Regions from separate parts of the Mus musculus genome. Here regions 1 and 2 are each linked to region 3. A link is a contact called in public Hi-C and HiChIP or PLAC-seq data. All regions are on one chromosome and are shown on one strand. Each heading gives the region's core, a stretch centred on a gene start, on an enhancer-like site or on the middle of the called end of the contact. The rest is flanking DNA. Distances are from core to core; before and after follow the strand shown. Region 1 holds the start of Adcy3 (adenylate cyclase 3). Region 2 overlaps Gm46332 (a long non-coding RNA gene). Region 3 overlaps Ncoa1 (nuclear receptor coactivator 1).

Region 1 (3,427 bases), core at 316-2,815, 220 kb before region 3:
AATGGACATCTATCCCTGAGTGACAGGGCATCCCTCGCTAGCTCCCCATCCCCTGTGTCTGTTTTTCTTCTCTCATCTTTAGCTGCCCCCAAAGCTTGATCCCTTAATGCTGAGGGCTGTCCTCAGTCCCTTGAGCACATTTTCTTCTAAAACGACTTTCACTCCTAACAAGGTGTTCTGTCAAATTCAAGGAAAATAATTGATGCTACGGCTTAGGAGATGGACAGGTCCAAAAGGAGCATTTGCTTCTTTAAGGAAGAACTCAAATACATCCCAATTGGTTGGATGTGCACTGGAGATCTTCGTGAAGCAAGGCCTCTTTCAGGTCCACGTGCCAGGCACCAATCAAGCTACTTCAGTCCTCTTTTGTCACCAGTTTCGGCTGCTTATTCCCTCGAAGAGAGATCAAGCCCCACGCTTGACGTCTGGGCTGCCAGGGTGGGCGGAGACACTGAGATGGGGCGCGCCCACTCAGGGAGCTGCCCCCAAACCTCAGCCCGAGGCCTCTCCTGTCCCCGGAAGGAAGCCAGGGTAGAAGAAGGGCGGCCGGGGTGCCCCAGCACGCCTCACCTTCAGGGAAGATACGTCCCGGGCTTTGATCTTCCGTAACACGGCCTGTTTGGGGGCAAGGCGCAGATTCGCCTCGTTCCTTTCTATCTGCCACCAATTCGGCGTTTCCACGCAGTCGTCGCCGGGCGCTGGCAAGAGGGAGACACCGGGGACAGCGAGGGGGCCCCTCCACCCGGCGCCCAGGAGGCGGCGACAAGGCGGGGAGGGGCCGCCCGCCTCCTGGGGCCTGCGGCGCGTGTGAATCAGTGTGCAGAGCGCAGCGCACGGACTCGGCTGGCTCGCCCTGCGTGCGGGGAGAGGATGCTGGCAAGCTGCCCCGGCCTGGGCCCGCCATCCGCAGCGCGCGCCGCCGCCGTCCTCTGCGCCCACCGATGCTGAGCCGCAGCCTCGCGCCTCTCCCAGCCTGACCCGGGGCCTGACCGCGAGGGGACCCGCGCACAGGCTCCGGGTGGACGAGCTGGCGCGGCGGCACTGCGGGAAGCAGCCTGCGGCTCGCTGAAGCCCACTTGGCTTGGCTCCGCAGCCCCGGTTTGGAGCGCGCGGCTCCCGAGTTCCCGCACAGGTCAGCGCCAAGCTACGACCCAGGGCTGGATGGACTTCCACGAGGCTGCAGAGCCCGAGGTTGGGAAGGGGCTGGATTCTCCCAGGGGTGGGTGGGGGAAAGGAAGTAAACAGAAGGGAGATGAGGGAATCCCCAGGACCGCTCCGGCTCCTTCCAGGCACGTTTTCTTTTCAGCTTGGAGCCAGTGGGCCTGAAGGGAATTTAGGTGAGGAAGTCAGGGATAGAGCCGGGCATACAAGGAATGGAGAGATGGCTAGGCCCCTCCAGAAGCCCGACGCAGGAAACCGGGTGTCTGGTGTGGACTGGACTGAGTGTGTGGGCGTGCTTGGGAGGCTGTGGTGTTGGAGGCTTGTGTAGCATGGATCTGTATGAGGGGTAGGTTGGGTCAAGGAAAGAGGCGCCATGTCCTTAGCCATGTCCTTTTAAGTTGCAGATGTTCGGTGCCACCTGTGTCCTGGGAACCCACTAAGCATTCCAGCTCCAGTTGGACGCCCTTCATTCATAACCAAGAGGAACCTCCCCGCCTTCCCCGGGTCTTACGAAGCCCTGGTGAAGTGGCTTGACCTGCAGGTCTCCCTTCCTCATTAGAAACAGCCAGCAGCCAACATGCCGAGGAACCAGGGCTTCTCGGATCCCGAGTACTCGGCAGAGTACTCAGCTGAATACTCGGTCAGCCTGCCCTCTGACCCCGACCGCGGGGTCGGCCGGACCCATGAAATTTCTGTGCGGAACTCGGGGTCCTGCCTGTGCCTGCCTCGCTTTATGCGGCTGACCTTCGTGCCTGAGTCCTTGGAGAACCTCTACCAGACCTACTTCAAAAGGCAGCGCCATGAGACCCTGCTGGTGCTGGTGGTCTTTGCGGCCCTCTTTGACTGCTACGTGGTAGTGATGTGCGCGGTGGTCTTCTCCAGCGACAAGCTGGCGCCCCTCATGGTGGCAGGCTTCGGTCTGGTGTTGGACATCATCCTTTTCGTGCTCTGTAAAAAGGGGCTGCTCCCGGACCGAGTGAGCCGCAAAGTGGTACCCTACCTGCTGTGGCTGCTCATCTCGGCCCAGATCTTCTCCTACCTGGGCCTGAACTTTTCACGGGCCCACGCAGCCAGTGACACTGTGGGTTGGCAGGCTTTCTTTGTCTTCTCCTTCTTCATAACGCTGCCCCTCAGCCTCAGCCCCATCGTGATCATCTCTGTGGTCTCCTGTGTTGTGCACACGCTTGTGTTGGGGGTCACTGTGGCCCAGCAGCAGCAGGATGAGCTGGAAGGGATGCAGCTGCTGAGGGAGGTGAGTCCCACCCTCCTCCCTATCTGTCTATTGTATTCCTTCTCTTCCAGCCAAGTGTCACTCAGGTGGGATTGCTTTCAATGCCAGGAGTTGAACACGTCCTGAGCGGCCTTGGGGTCCCAGTTGTCAGTTCAGAGGACTACCTCTCAGCCCCTGGGAGTGTGCACCCCGATGTCATATGGTGTTTTTCCTAGAGAAAGAACACTGGGCCTCGGGGCCACTCAGCCAACTGTGCCTGGTTGGAGTTGGTGACAGCACCTTGGATCTTGGTGTGGAGGAAGTCTTGCTCAGCCAGTCTATGACCCAGGTCAAGAGACGGCTTGTGGCAAACTCTGCTTAACTCCAGATGGTGTTTGACTTGTGGGGGTTCAGTGCTCTCAGTCAAATGGGGATCCTGTCTGCCCTGGATGCAGAAGTGGCTGTTATCAAGATCCAAGGGAACAGAGATGAAAGCCTGTTAGGTTATGTGAAGAGCTTAAGGAGGGAAGGCGTGGTTATTAGATACCCTGCTTCTTCCTTAGAGCTCAGAGCATCACCAGCAGATAGGTGATGTAAGGGAGGGTGGTCTCCCATAGAAGGCAGAAGTGGGGACACAACCGGGACGGTTGTCATAGCCGCTGTGGTGTGGAGTGTGGTGTTGCGGCCTAGCAGGCTAGTTCCACTGAAGGCGTGGACAGTTGAGATTCAGCTTTGCTGATTTGCGTTCCCACCAAGTGCTGCGAGAGATGGGCTGTGATTCTGGTCTGAATTATCTGGTCATCCTTTAAAAGGCTCCCCAGAGACGTGAGTCAATGCGTTCTGTATCTTACGACACACTTTCCAGTTTTCCGTATGTGACCAGAGAGCAGGGAAGTGGCCAGGAACAGCCATCAGGTTTCTTCCGTCTGCTTCCAGAGGTCTTTACCCACATCTCACTGTGGCTTCTGTCTTACCAAAGCCTTTGTCATTGTCTGCTTGGGTTTGGGGCATGGCTTACAGTGGTACCTCTGGTGACAGAACTTTGAGGGGCCTGTT
Region 2 (3,455 bases), core at 897-3,396, 200 kb after region 3:
TATATGAAGGGCTTCATGAATCTAAAGGGACAGAGGCAGATGCACTAAGAGCCAGCTTGTCAGAAAGATACTAAGGAAGGAGGCAAGGAGACTTGGTGGTCACAGGAGATCTCACGCAGCCTAGAGGTGGGTTTGTTTGTTTGTTTGGTTGGTTGGTTTTGGTGTTTGGTTTTTTTGAGACTGGGTTTCTCTGTATAGCCCTGGCTGTCCTGGAACTCACTCTGTAGACCAGGCTGGCCTCGAACTCAGAAATCCGCCTGCCTCTGCCTTCCAAGTGCTGGGACTAAAGGCGTGCGCCACCACCGCTGCCAGGCTAGGTTTTTTTAATCTATGCTGACAAAAGACAGACAGATTCCCGAGTTCAGGATCAGTTTGGGATGGAGCCAGGTTAGGCGTTGTAGTAGAAATGGTAATTCCGGGGCGTGGTCCCACCATCTGCATCTGTGCTTATAAGAGGCAGAAGATCTCTGAATTCTTTTGCAATGTTAAAAGGAAATGTGTGCTTGCAGTTCCTAAGAATTGAGGTTTAGGGCTGCAGGATGCAGATTCACAGGATAATCAAAAGGAAGCCTCAAGTGAAAGACTGGATTGATGTGCAAAAGACAAGACTGGGCTTCTGTTCTCCAGGAGAGGAGCTATTCTGAGAATTTTTTAGAATAGCAAGAGAGGGAGGGGAAACTAGGAAAGGGGATAACATTTGAAATGTAAATAAAGAAAAAAAGAAAAAGAACTGCTTGGAGAACTGTCTCCAGGAGAACCTAGGGAGAACTTTCAGGAGATCTCCTGAGAGGGCAGAGAGAAAGAAAGAACAGAGAGAAAGCAGGCTGGAAAGCTGTCTCTAGCAGAGCATTGGCCACTAGCTTGGGACCCACAGTTTGACTTCAGAACCCCTCTCCAAGCCCAGGCCGGCCCTTGTCATAAGAGCACTTCCTGACCTTGCGGAGGCGTGGGGTTAAGTTCTTGGCATCCACTTTGATGGCTCACAACCATCTGTAACCTCATTTCCAGGGGATCCCTAACCTTCTTCCAAGCTCTCAGAGCACCAGCCACAGATGTGGTCAGGCACACACATGCAGGCAGCCTACACATAAGGTAAATATGTCTAAATAGGAATTGGAAGAGAAATAAGTACTATTCTAAATTTTATGTTATCTTTGAATTCTTAGGGCTTAAGCATCTTATATATTTATAGTTTTACATCCTTTACATTTCATTTGGATGAAATAATATAATATGTACTCTGTGACTTGCCTCCTCTCATTCAACATTATATTCCTGAGATTTGCTGGTGCTGTTGTAGCTTCACTGTTAAATAGTATTCCATTCTATGCTGTAATCCATCATTCAACTACTGCTGGACCCTGGTGCTGCTTCTAATATTATGCTATTATAATTAGTGCCACTGTCACTGGGGACATAGCTTAGTGATAGAGTGCTTACTTAGCATTCGCAAAGGCCCTAGGGGCAATTCCCAGCACAATCAAAGTAAAACAGTCCCACTGAATTGGTTTGTTCTTTTGAGAGTTTCTCTAGGATGTGGCGTTGTTACATCACCTTCTGCTTGACTAGCTAGCGGATGCTGTCTTTCCAGTTATTGTCTCATTTTAGTACTCCCACTGGCAGGGCATTAAGAGTTTTTATTTCTCCACATAATTGACAAAATTCAGTATTATTGATAGTTTGCTTAATGTAAACTTGTACCTCTTTTTTCACTTTTTTGGGAGATGGGGGTCTCACTATGGCACCCAAGCTGGCCTGGAACTCACTAGCCTCAAGCCCCAGTCTTCCAAGTAGATACAACTACGGACACCTGTACCCAGTTACAATCAGGTCTCTTTTCTTCTCCTTCTCCTCCTCTTCCTCCTCCTCTTCCTCCTCCTCCTCCTTCCTCCTCCTCCTTCTTCTTTTTAAAGATTTATTTTATTTATATGAGCACACCATTGCTTTCTTCAGACACACCAGAAGAGGACACCAGATCCCATTAAAGATGGTTGTGAGCCACCACCATGTGGTTGCCAGGAATTGAAGTCAGGACTTCTGGAAGAGCAGTCGGTGCTCTTAACCTCAGAGCCATCTCTCCAGCCCTACATGTCTTAGTGTATCATTCCGCTGTGGTTAAATGTAGCTGAGCATTTCTCCTTGTTGCATTCCTTTCTCCTGGGAGCGTGCCAGTCAGCATTCAGGAATGTGCTAAACTTGGAAAGAGGAAAGGTTACTTTGTCTCAGTTTTGGAGGTTTCAGTCCTTTGCTGATTGGCTCTGCTGTTCTGGGCCTGTGCTAACACACAATGGTACAAACTACAGAAGAAGCACCGTCACTTCATGGCAAAGAGCAAAGGGAACCACATAAATGGAGGGAGCCCTTGATCTGTGCTTATATGCACACTGTACGCAAGTGAGCGAGCACACACAGACACACACACACACACACACACACATAAACGGAGGGAGAGGGAGCAAGAGTTAGCACCTCAGGAAGTGCTGGTTTCCCTTCTCGATGCTGTGTAGTGATGAGGCCTAGCTGCAGCCGGGGATTGATTGAACACACAGATGAAGACAACTGTAAGGAGGAAAAGAGAGCCAGAGTCCCTGAATTAAGTTAATCTCAAATCCGAATTTTTTCTTTTTTTTCTGGTTCTCTAAACTAATACTATGTTGTTTAAGTCAGAGTTTGGTAGTTCATTTGAAGGAAAATAAAAGTCTATGATACTATTTCCTTGATGGCCTCCTTCAAATCTATCATGCCAGTTAGGAGAGTCCTCCGTAAAGACACAGTTGTAGGGGTCCCAACAGTTTGGCCTGGTCAATCAGTTCCTGCAGTGTTGAAAGCAGAATAGGGTTTATTTTCAGTGTAGATGTACCAGCGACAATAAAGAGTCTAGTGACCTAAAATCTGTCTTTGAGGTGTAAGCAACAGCTCTGTGGCTATATATAGGGAGCGCCAAAGTCGAGGATTTATATAGCTAGTAATCCTGGGGAGACTGTGGTCTGGTTGGTTATTAGCCTGGGACTGGCCAGTGCCACGGAAGTCACTGCTGCTTGGGAGGCGGTTTCCATTTCTGTCAGATCTGTGATCCTAGGATTTAAGATAAAGCAGGGGAAGAGAGTAACTCAGAGAACAGGTCAGAGAGGGAGCCACACAGAATCAGGCCAGTGGCCGGGCCTTCTTCACTGTGTCTCTAGCAGAATCCTCTGGGTTTGTTACATATGAAGAATACCCTCGTTAGTGTGGTTTTAGTATTTTATTTTAAAAGCATGATTTAACTGTGGGAGTTATTGGCTCAGATGTTATAATCTTTTCATTGTAGTTTTGGAGACTGAACCCAGGGCTTCACACATGCCAGAAGAGCCCTCCTCCAGTGAGTTACACCTCGTGGGTTTGTCATATACAAGTTTTTAACACTGACATGCTCAATTCCTCTGTGAGTTCTCATTTTATCATTTATTGTATAGTTG
Region 3 (3,282 bases), core at 691-3,190:
ACCACAGTCGATAGGCTTCAGTCGTTAGTGAGTGCAGAGCAGATCTAGGAAAACTCCAAACTTGTTGACACAATTATCTACACTCCAAATTTATAAACTTTGGCAAGCAACTCCATATACATACAACTGACTGTGAGAACCACAGAAAAAAGCTTTCTATACACTCAAGGACCAAAAACTAATTTGAAATTAAGCACATAACATGTCTGAAATGGTTCTGGCAGTGTTCATTGACACTGCACCTCACCAAGTCATTGTAGCTTTGGTTCTTAGCACACACTATGCACATTTGCACCATGTGTGCCTGGCCACTGCAGCATGCTAACAATAATGTCTGAAACACCTCAGCTCAGATGTCAGGCAGCACATGCTATGAGTCATGATATTGGACTGCACACACAAACTTTTCTGCTCTTAGAGAATATAACTTTAATTATGAAAAACAAAGGCAGTATTTTCCAACTGTTACTCTTCAGCATTTAAATCTCAAATCAGTATTTTCATTGTATTCTTAGAAAAATGATTTGAAAATGGCTACTTATATGGCAGGCCTGAGGATTTTTTTTTAAGATTTAATTTTATTTTATGTGTACGTCTCTTTTCTCTCTCCATTCTCTCTCTCTTCTCTCTTCCTCTCCCTCCCCTCCCGTGTGTGTGTGTGTGTGTGTGTGTGTGTGTGTGTGTGTACACTGAGCCCAGAAGATAGTGTCAGATGCTCAGGAACTGAAGTTGCAGGCGCTTGGGAGCACTTCCTATCACTTGCTATGGGTTTTGAGAGCAAACTTGAGGCTTCTGGAAGAGCAGCAAGTGCTCCTGACTGTTGACTCCTCCTTTCCAGCTCCTTCAACTTAATTCTTTTAAAAAGATAATTACATGAATTTTGATTTGGGATTGGGTTAGAATTTCCAGTAATTTCTGAAATGGTCCTAAATATGCTTTGCCATTTTCTACTACATATTTATGTGAAGCAGCTTTCTCAGCACTGACAAGTAAAAAGTATCAAAATATTGATCAATTCTGAAAAATGCAAAGATACTTTGCATCCTGTAATATCAAACATTCAAATAGAATTTCATTCTTTATTTAATCTTTTTTCAAAAGTATATTAATTTTCTTTTATGTATGTGAATGTTTTGCTTGCGTGTACATATCTGCAACACATGTTGTCTTGTGCCCGTGGAGGTTAAAAGAGGGTATTGGATTTCCTGGTGTAGGATGAAAGGACAAAGGAAAAACACCCTGACCCTGACCTACCCCAAGACAAGGGTCAAGGAAAGAACACCCTGACTTCACCCCAAGCCAAAGACCAGGGCTAAAAAACAGAATCCCATCAACCCCTGAGCTTGCCATAGAATCCCACCATTCCTTGAACACAAAATTCCACTAGTCCCTGAGCTTCAAGATCAGACCACAGATCTCAGGCTACCCTAGAAATATCTGCCCCCAAAGAAATCCCACATAAACCCTACCTTCTGCTCAGTTCTCTGTTCCTTCTCACCTGAACAGATCTGGGTTTTCCCCTACCAATACATTTCTTGTGTGAGATTTGCTGTCCGGTGTGTCTTTGTGGTATTCCTTGGTTTCCCTCAGAGCTGTAACACTTGATGCTCAGACTCAAATATGCCTTCCTGGTGTCTATGCTCCACCTCTGGGTCTAAGATGCACTGGTCCCCTATTCCTCATCTCTAGTTAACCCACAACACAGTCACCTTCCAGCTGGCACAGCTCAGGACCCATCCACCCGCTCTAACTAGGTAAGTTTTCCCTTTAGTCAGTGTAAATGCTTCCCAGATCCAAGAAGTGACCACTGAGTATCTGGCACCCCCTGGTGCCGCAGGCCAGTCTTAAAGGCTACAGTGGCCTTCATCACCTGACTCACACCCCAACCCGTGGAGCTGCAATCCTGCAGTTGCCTCAGGCCCAGCCTGGTTAGCATGTCCTTTCTTGCCCACTTCTTCAACCTTCACTTTGGAGCTGCCTGTACATCCCACGGCTCCTTTGGGCCCTCCTGGCTTTTGTGACTCTGTCCCCACCCTGCCCTAGGCTTAAGTTTCCTTCTCCACTTCTGGCCTCTACTAAGCCCTGCTAGCAGACCAGAAGTCTCTCTTAAGCTTAGCCAGGCTAAGCCCCAACCCCTGTTGAGTGAGGTGATGACCCACTAAATGGCTAGTATCTTCCTCTGGTCCTCCCTGAGCCCTTGAACAGCCACGACTACAGGTGAAAGGAAATAAAACTGTAATTGATGTAATGTATGTTAAATAGCCCAAAGAGTTGTTTCTGAGCTTTGAAACCTGGGGCTGAGAACAGACCAGGACATGCCCGGGCAAGCCCATCGCCTCCCTAGCTCCCACCCCTCTGACCTAAGTTAAATGTTACAGGCTGCTGATGTTTAAATGGACCAATCATGTGAAACCGCGCCAATTCCTCCCCCAGCCCCACTCCTTTTCTATAAAAACCCCTAGCTTCCAAGCCTCGTGGTCGAATCCACTGTCTCCTGTTATGTGAGATACGTTTCGACCCGGAGCTCCGCCATTAAAAAACCTCTTGTTACATCAAGGTGTTGTGTTCTATTCGTGATTCTTGGGTGCACGCCGAATCAGGAGCTGAGTGGGGGTTTCCCCACTGAGTTCTTTCACAGGTTGAAGTGACATTTTTCCTTCCCCTCTCTCATCCATGGGAACAGTGTCTTCCATACCAGCTCATTGCCCCTTGGGATGCCTTTAGAAAGTCTCCAGCCTCTATATCTGACACACCTGAAGGGCCCTAAATTTATTCACTTTTGCAGTCAAATGTGGCCTCAATAGCCCTTAGATAATCAACCCAAATGGCTGCCTAATGGCACCTATCTTAGTCAGGGATTCTACTCCTGCACAAACATTATGACCAAGAAGCAAGTTGGGGAGAAAAGAAAGGATCTATTCAGCTTACACTTCTGCATTGCTGTTCAGCACCAAAGGAAGTCAGGATTGGAACTCAAGCAGATCAGGAAGCAGGAGCTGATGCAGAGGCCATGGAGGGATGTTACTTACTGGCTTGCTTCCTGTGGCTTACTCAGCTTGCTTTCTCATAGAACCCAGGTGCTACGCCCACTCCAGTGAAGTGGCCTGTTGGGTCGAAAGGCCTAGAGGCAGTCACAAGGCAAAGAGTTTCAAGGAAACTATGCCTCCTGGAACCCTGGCATTCTCATAGTCCGCATACTCAAACCCTGTTCCCGCATTAGTATGATGTATGCTCTCTTTCAGTATTTTTTTGTTATAAGTGCCTTTAAAGATTGATTTTTGA

What was found. A called contact is a pair of places that touch in the nucleus more often than the background predicts. HiChIP or PLAC-seq counts read pairs in DNA pulled down with a chosen protein or histone mark.
Region 1: an H3K27ac HiChIP or PLAC-seq map of embryonic stem cells shows a contact between it and region 3, with 2.7 times the contacts expected there. The contact joins the promoter of Adcy3 here to the enhancer-like site in region 3. A contact is called at or near these places in 4 of 39 promoter capture datasets (the HPC-7 cell line, cranial neural crest, embryonic stem cells and 1 more), 2 of 484 Hi-C or Micro-C datasets (both in embryonic stem cells), 4 of 115 datasets of contacts at active chromatin or transcription factors (embryonic stem cells and epiblast stem cells) and 1 of 9 other capture datasets (liver).
Region 2: a Hi-C map of embryonic stem cells shows a contact between it and region 3, with 3 times the contacts expected there. The contact joins two enhancer-like sites. A contact is called at or near these places in 1 of 15 datasets of contacts at CTCF or cohesin (pro-B cells), 11 of 484 Hi-C or Micro-C datasets (adipose-derived mesenchymal stem cells, bone marrow-derived macrophages, cerebral cortex and 4 more), 7 of 115 datasets of contacts at active chromatin or transcription factors (bone marrow-derived dendritic cells, embryonic midbrain, embryonic stem cells and 1 more) and 3 of 9 other capture datasets (adipose tissue, liver and pancreatic islet).

Annotation. Positions count from the first base shown.
Region 1 is chr12:4,132,588-4,136,014 of GRCm38.p6, forward strand. It overlaps Adcy3 (adenylate cyclase 3), which reads left to right and starts at 1,566. Exons shown (of 21, transcript NM_138305.3): 1 at 1,566-2,413. The coding sequence starts at 1,739.
Region 2 is chr12:4,556,670-4,560,124 of GRCm38.p6, forward strand. All of the region lies in intron 1 of Gm46332 (a long non-coding RNA gene), which reads right to left. Among named protein-coding and RNA genes, the nearest start is that of Gm46332, 11 kb to the right of the region's middle. Within about 2 kb of position 2,147, at least 88 of the 459 cell types and tissues checked have an H3K27ac peak or open chromatin away from gene starts, as enhancers often do. A contact at or near this core is called in embryonic stem cells, where this site is marked.
Region 3 is chr12:4,355,196-4,358,477 of GRCm38.p6, forward strand. The region is part of intron 2 of Ncoa1 (nuclear receptor coactivator 1); the gene reads right to left. Among named protein-coding and RNA genes, the nearest start is that of Gm51963, 100 kb to the right of the region's middle. Within about 2 kb of position 1,941, at least 40 of the 459 cell types and tissues checked have an H3K27ac peak or open chromatin away from gene starts, as enhancers often do. A contact at or near this core is called in embryonic stem cells, epiblast stem cells and stem cell-derived epiblast-like cells, where this site is marked.